Linked DNA regions of Mus musculus: region 1 is linked to region 2. Evidence: chromatin contacts called from public Hi-C data. All regions are on one chromosome and are shown on one strand. The core of a region is the stretch at or near the end of the contact, and the rest is flanking DNA. Distances in the headings are between cores, read along the strand shown. Region 1 has its middle 17 kb from the start of Tpp2. Region 2 overlaps Nck2 (non-catalytic region of tyrosine kinase adaptor protein 2).

Region 1 (2,948 bases), core at 286-2,785, 460 kb before region 2:
TCCAAATCCCTGATGTATATATTAGCCTGCAAAAACATGCCCACTGATTTTGGGTGGGGGGAGGCAGGTAATTACTATGATGATGACAACACCTGTATTATTTATGACAATGAGGGATTTGTTCATGGTATCATTCTTTCTGTCCCTGGGTTACTTGCAGAAAGTATTTCAGAGATTTGGACCTCTCTTTGGGTCAGGCCTGTGCCTGCATAAGTATAATTGTTGACTTTTGTGGTCCTGCACAGTTTTTTACATACCATGATCCACACCTTGGAGTAGCAGAGTAATATGTTTGACTTATGACTCCACTTAAGAATCATCTCAGTAATGATCCAAGCAGAGGCAGGTTGACCCAGAGAGGCAGGAAGTAGGTTGCAAGGCATTTAGGCAAAAGTTGAAAGACCTTGCCTTTGAGCCTAGTTCTGTCACTTATTGGTTACTGACCTATAACAAGGTCTCTGTTTACTCAACTACAAGTTGGGGGTTTATAACAATGACATGCAAAACTTTTCACAATGGCATTGCATAGCTGTTATTATCATGTAGTGCCTGGTGTATGGTTTAGACAATAAATAAATGAGTCAGTTAGCATTATGTTACTCCAAGGTGAGATTTTGCTAATAGGCAGTAAGATTTTTAAAGGACTATTACATTTGATAGAAGTTATTTTAAAAGTAAGTTTAAGCATATGGTAAAGGCATTTTTACATTCCTCTGTGAGTTAAATCAGTTTATAATTTGTAAAATATTATTGACAAATGTTCAGTTCCTATAATTTAATTTGCTGTGGTAAAATAATCCTCAAATTTCACAGCACCATTTTAATATCTAGGGCTGGAGGGATGGTTCAGTGGTTCATAACACTGCCAAGTCTTCTAGAGGGCCCATATTCAGTTCCCAGAAACTACATGTAAACTCATAACTGTCTCTTGACTCTAGTTCCAGGGGTCTAATGCCTGTAAGCACAATATACACATTTGAACATACACAAGATACCCAAACACATAAAATAAAAAATAAAATATGAAAGAATGTCTAATGGAGAACTGGTTATAGAAATGACTCACTCTCTCTCTCTCTCTCTCTCTCTCTGTGTGTGTGTGTGTGTGTGTGTGTGTGTGTGTGTGTGTGTGTGTGTGTGTGTGTGTGAAATATAGTGGCAGAGCATTGAGGAGGCTGAGAATTCTCTCATCTTCTGAAATTATTTGTATTTGTTTAGGTCAATCCAATTCCAATCAATTCATAAAGCCTTTTGGGGTGTTTGAAGATGAAGAATCAGTGAAAGGTAAAAAAATGAAACAAGACATTTTAAGATAAATGAATTTTCATTTCCTAATTAGTGGGGTTTCTCACGAATTTTAATGCATACTTATCAATTTCAAACAAAAAGGATAAATAACATTTAGACATATGTATACACATAAATATCACACATATCATATGTATATTAAAATGAAGTACATTTGAATACTGAGAGAACTAGTTCCTCAAATAATGTTTCCAAACTTGCCCAAAGATCTAAATGATGCAATACTCTTATTAACAGTACAGAGAAGGGACTTAAGAGATGACTCAGCATAGTAATTGTCCTGCAAACATGAAGAACTTGAGTTTGTATTCCAACACCCAGATAAAAGCACGGCATGTACCCCTATAATCCCACTACTGGGGTGAGCAGACAAAAGTGTATTCCAGGGGCTTTCTGATGAGGTATTCTAGTTGATCTAGCCAATTTGGTTTCTGTAAGAGAACCTGACTCTTGTGTGTGAGAGTGATTACACACAAAAATACTAATACTTACATGAATACATATACATGTATATAATACAATACACAGAGAGAGATTAAAAGAAAGCGTGAAAGCATTGCTAAGACATCCCAAATCAATGTCTCTTAGGAAGGTCCACAATAATCTGTATTTTAAACAAAGATAACAAAGATTCCAGGTAATTTTTATCATTAGGAGAAGTTGAGGGCCATTGAGTTCAATTTTACTTAGCCATTAAATGTATATCTAAGAGAGCTCTGTTGTGTATAGAGAAAAATAAATGGAAACTTTTTCTGTGTATTTGTTTGAGTTCATAGGTGTGCAGGTGTGTGTGTGTGTGAGTGTATGTGTGTGTGTATGTGTGTGTATGTATGTGTGTGTATGTGTGTGTGTATGTGTGTGTTTATGTGTGTTTGTGTGTGTGTGTGTGTGTGTGTGTGTGTGTTGGTGCATGGTGTATGTTTATGTACATATGAACGTCAGGGAACAACATCAGGTGTCCTTCCTCATGTGCTGATCACCATTTTTTTTTTCTTTGAGACAAGTTTCTCATTGGCTTGAGACTCACCAAGACTCACCAAATGCTGGCCATGGCATTTTAGGGATCTCCCTGCTTTCCAGAGCTGGGGTTACAAGCATACAGCATGATGCTTAGCTTTTGTTTATATATATTCTAAAGAGTGAACACAGTTCCTCATGTTTTCAAGAAGAGTATTTTACTGACTGAGCTATCTCCCCATCTCTTTTTAAAATGTAAAGGAATCCCATTGGGTAGTGTGCCAGTTATCTGTTTATTACTTCTCAGTTGCAAATCTACCCTTCTCTTTTGTTCTTCTTTGCCTCACTTTTAAACTTTGACAAATTTACATGCTTTTCTACAATTAGTCTTTACTGTTTTCTTAAGAACACTGGGATTAATTTTGTTTTTGTTGTTTTTGTCTTTTTCTTCTAAAAGCAGAAACAAAGTTTGCTTTGAAACTGTGTTTTCTTGGAAACCCTGGAGGATGAAACTTTTTCTTTGAAACTGTTCATTCAAAGATAACCATCCTGTGAGGCCTTAATGTTGTTTCTCATCTTTTTTTATTTTAACTTGGCTGTTATTGGGAAGATTTGATAGTCAAGTATAGGAGACACCCCACATTAAGCTTGAGATGCCTGGGACCCCTGGTGACAAGGAAGAA
Region 2 (3,299 bases), core at 270-2,769:
GTTTGTTCTCCTATGCTAAACAAAACTTAAAAATAAAGGCTGACACCTATCCACCTCTAGAAAAGTTTCACAAACCACCTTTGTGATCTGGGCACTGGATTGAGAAACTGGCAGTCTGAAAAGCTGCATTTACAAAAATTCAGGACCTTGATATAAAAAGAAACATTCAAACTAGAGTAAGAAACAGTTTTAAGTTTCAAAGGAAGTACTTTCCAAATCAGACCTAGGAGAAAACAAAACAAGCCCTTGCCTTAGCTGGACAGGGTTGATCTGCAAAACCCACTGTTCCACAAGAAACAGAAATTTGACTGAATAAACCCTCTCTAAATTAAAAGGTGGCCCATGTCTTTAACTGCAGCACTCAGGAAGCAAAGGCAGGTGGATCTCTGAGTTTCAGGCCAGCCAGGGCCTGAAAACCTATCTCAAAATCCATACATAAAAACAAACAAAATGTGAGCTAGTGCATTTACACCATTATCAAACAAAACAAGAAATAAATTATCTGTGTGCTACCTAAATGCAATATTCAGCTAAAACCTTCAATAAGTAGTTTTACTGATTTTTTTTAAATAAGTAAGCAACAGACAAGCAGAGTTTACATTATAAGAAAGAACAGGTTTAGCTAACCCCAAAACAAGAGTCTACTGTGTGCAAACAAATGGTCTGACTTTCATCTGAGTCCTTGAAATATCTACATGAGTGGATGAGTATGTTGAGGCAGCCACCAACGTACACAGCTACACCAGGGAACAACTCTCAGGTGACCATTCTAGCCTCCACCTCCAAGGAACTTGGGAAAGAGTTATCCTTCTCCAAAATACTGGAACTACATTTCTGTTGGTGTTAGGGAGGGTGGGAGAGACTTTGTGTAGTGTCACCTCTCACGCAAATGTGGAGATGGTGATTAAAGGTCAGAAATGAGTGTGGACTAAAAGAAATCTCTAGGCTAGTTTACAGGCTCCCTGGGGGTAGATCTCTGGCTGGCTCCCACAGCCCTGGCACACAGTTGGTGTCAATAAATACTCACTAAGTGAACACTGCTTATTCAAAATACAATCCCAACAGTAGTCCACCACACAAGAGAGGTCTGAAGAATAACATGATCTGTCACCTCTACATCCACCCACTTTCAGCCTCAACCTCTGTGCAGGATCTGATACACTAGCAGGGCCCTGGATCTGCCACTTAAATCATTTATTCATGCTTCCTAAAGGAAACGTTCTACCAATCAAGGACTACATCACACTAACTATAAAAGCGCCAAAGCCCTGTAAGAAACACTGTGGCAACCTCTTTCACAAAAACACAAAACAGTGTTAAGAGAAGATACATGCAATTGTGTAACTAGCCAAATCAGTAACAAAGAATCTCTACTTCCCATAGGAATCAAGACTTTAGACATCCCAATTGAGATAAACCTATTAATCAAGTTTAGAATGATATAATTTAATACAGTTCAAATTATAATGAAAAGCCAAAATATCCCCCACCTAAGGCAGATGCTTACAGGCAGGAGACAAACCGCAGTGGAGTGCAGGTTTCAAGAAACATCCCCATACCACAGATCTCTCTCCAGAAAGCCATTCACAGTTGGGAGCATACGGCCAGTTTGGATAATTTCTTCATCTACAAAACATCCGATTCACAACAGAAGATTCCTTCTACCCACCCTCCAAGAAGAAAAGGCACTGAATAGCCTATAGGCAACAAAAAGATACATACATTGCTCAGCCTCACCTAACTTCAGCAGTTCCTCTGTCCCCCAAGAGTTACCATTAACTTTCCAGAGGATCCTCAGCCATCGGAGATAGGGCTAGAGAAAAGATAAGCTATAAGATTTAAGATCTCAGAACACTGAAATTTCACTGTGTTGTATAGTATTCATCCTAGTAACAGAACCGGAAGAATGGTGATAAGAAATTCGGTCAAAAGAGGAAGAAGAAAGGACAGGAAATAATCAACACAACACAGACAGCTGCGAAGACAAGGCAACTCCAACTGGCAAGCCTCCTCCACATTGCTAGGGTCCTTTTTTTTTTTCCTCTGCTTGATCAAGAAAGAGCCTATTTACAAAGGGAAAAAAAAAAAATCAGACAGTCATCATATCCTAGGCTGGCTAATCCATAGTTGTGTAGATGCTGGGAGTCAGCAACTAACAGCCAAATTAGAATTTCCCCTTTCCTTCTCCTTCCTAAGGTCTAATTTGTGGTATTTGTGCTCTCTCTTTGAAGAGGGTAAGGACCATAGAAAGCAGACATCAAACATTCAAACACTAACGCGCGTGCCCAGCTCAAAACAAACCAGGTTGAGCCCTCAAGCCCGTGAACTTTGGTAATAACAAAATACATCTCTCTGGATAATCATCCGTGTAAAGTTTCTAAGAAAACTGATGTCTTTTGATCAGCCATTGCTCACGCAACTGATAAAGGGTCCCCTATTACCCCACATCAGTGGGCTTTTCTGAGAGCAATGGACTTTATTCACAGCTCAGATAGGTGTCACAATGCAACAATGGGCTCTTCCTAGGTATGTGGTACAGGTATGATGACTGGACACGGATAAGCAGACTGACAAACTTTGGCATTATTTTACACACACACACAAAGAGTCAAGTACATAGAAGTGTCTCCTTTACATATTTAAGGACATAGATGTACAAGTGGTATTCAGGCGTTCTAAACACGTATAACTTTCACTATGTTAATGAAAATGGAGGAATGAAATTGGTCTCCTAAAAGCAACTTCACTAACACTTATGTGGAGAAAATTGCATTCACTCCGGCCAAGGCCGATTAACTCGGGGTATTCTGAGCTAGTTAACACTTGGCTGTGGGGATAGGCTTATGTATTACAGGATTGCAACAGCCAGCCTGTATCAACCATCCATTGCAGCACCTCTAAGCATGACAAGTGTCTCTAGATATTACCAAATGTCAGCACAGGAAAGTTGCTCAGCTGAAAAATCAATGAGTTTTATAGACATAGGTAAAGGATGTTCAAGCGTCCATCAAGTTTTTCAAAACACTAACCTTGAAAAAAAGCGATTTGAATTTGCAAAAATGAACTGTCTCTATTTCCCAATCCAAATCTGATAGCAAATCAGATCCCAAAATGAAGAGGAAGCCATGCATGCACTAATATGCGGGATGTTAAAACATATTTTCTCCCTCAGGCACGGACCCCTGACCCATTAGACACAGTCGTGAAGAGAGAATCCAGTTCCACTGTAGACAGAATTAGCTTTTCTTTGGATGACTGAGTGTATCAGGTACAAGGCACAATCAAGTCTGAAAAGAACA

Evidence for each region. Hi-C and Micro-C count contacts between places; a contact is called where the count stands out from the background.
Region 1: a Hi-C map of bone marrow-derived macrophages shows a contact between it and region 2, with 2.6 times the contacts expected there. The contact joins two enhancer-like sites. A contact is called at or near these places in 1 of 39 promoter capture datasets (the C10 cell line), 1 of 484 Hi-C or Micro-C datasets (bone marrow-derived macrophages) and 1 of 115 datasets of contacts at active chromatin or transcription factors (pancreatic cancer cells).

Annotation. Positions count from the first base shown.
Region 1 is chr1:43,915,643-43,918,590 of GRCm38.p6, reverse strand. No RefSeq gene overlaps it. Among named protein-coding and RNA genes, the nearest start is that of Tpp2, 17 kb to the left of the region's middle. Within about 2 kb of position 1,535, at least 18 of the 459 cell types and tissues checked have an H3K27ac peak or open chromatin away from gene starts, as enhancers often do. A contact at or near this core is called in bone marrow-derived macrophages, where this site is marked.
Region 2 is chr1:43,455,866-43,459,164 of GRCm38.p6, reverse strand. The region is part of intron 1 of Nck2 (non-catalytic region of tyrosine kinase adaptor protein 2); the gene reads right to left. Among named protein-coding and RNA genes, the nearest start is that of Nck2, 12 kb to the right of the region's middle. Within about 2 kb of position 1,519, at least 56 of the 459 cell types and tissues checked have an H3K27ac peak or open chromatin away from gene starts, as enhancers often do. A contact at or near this core is called in bone marrow-derived macrophages, where this site is marked.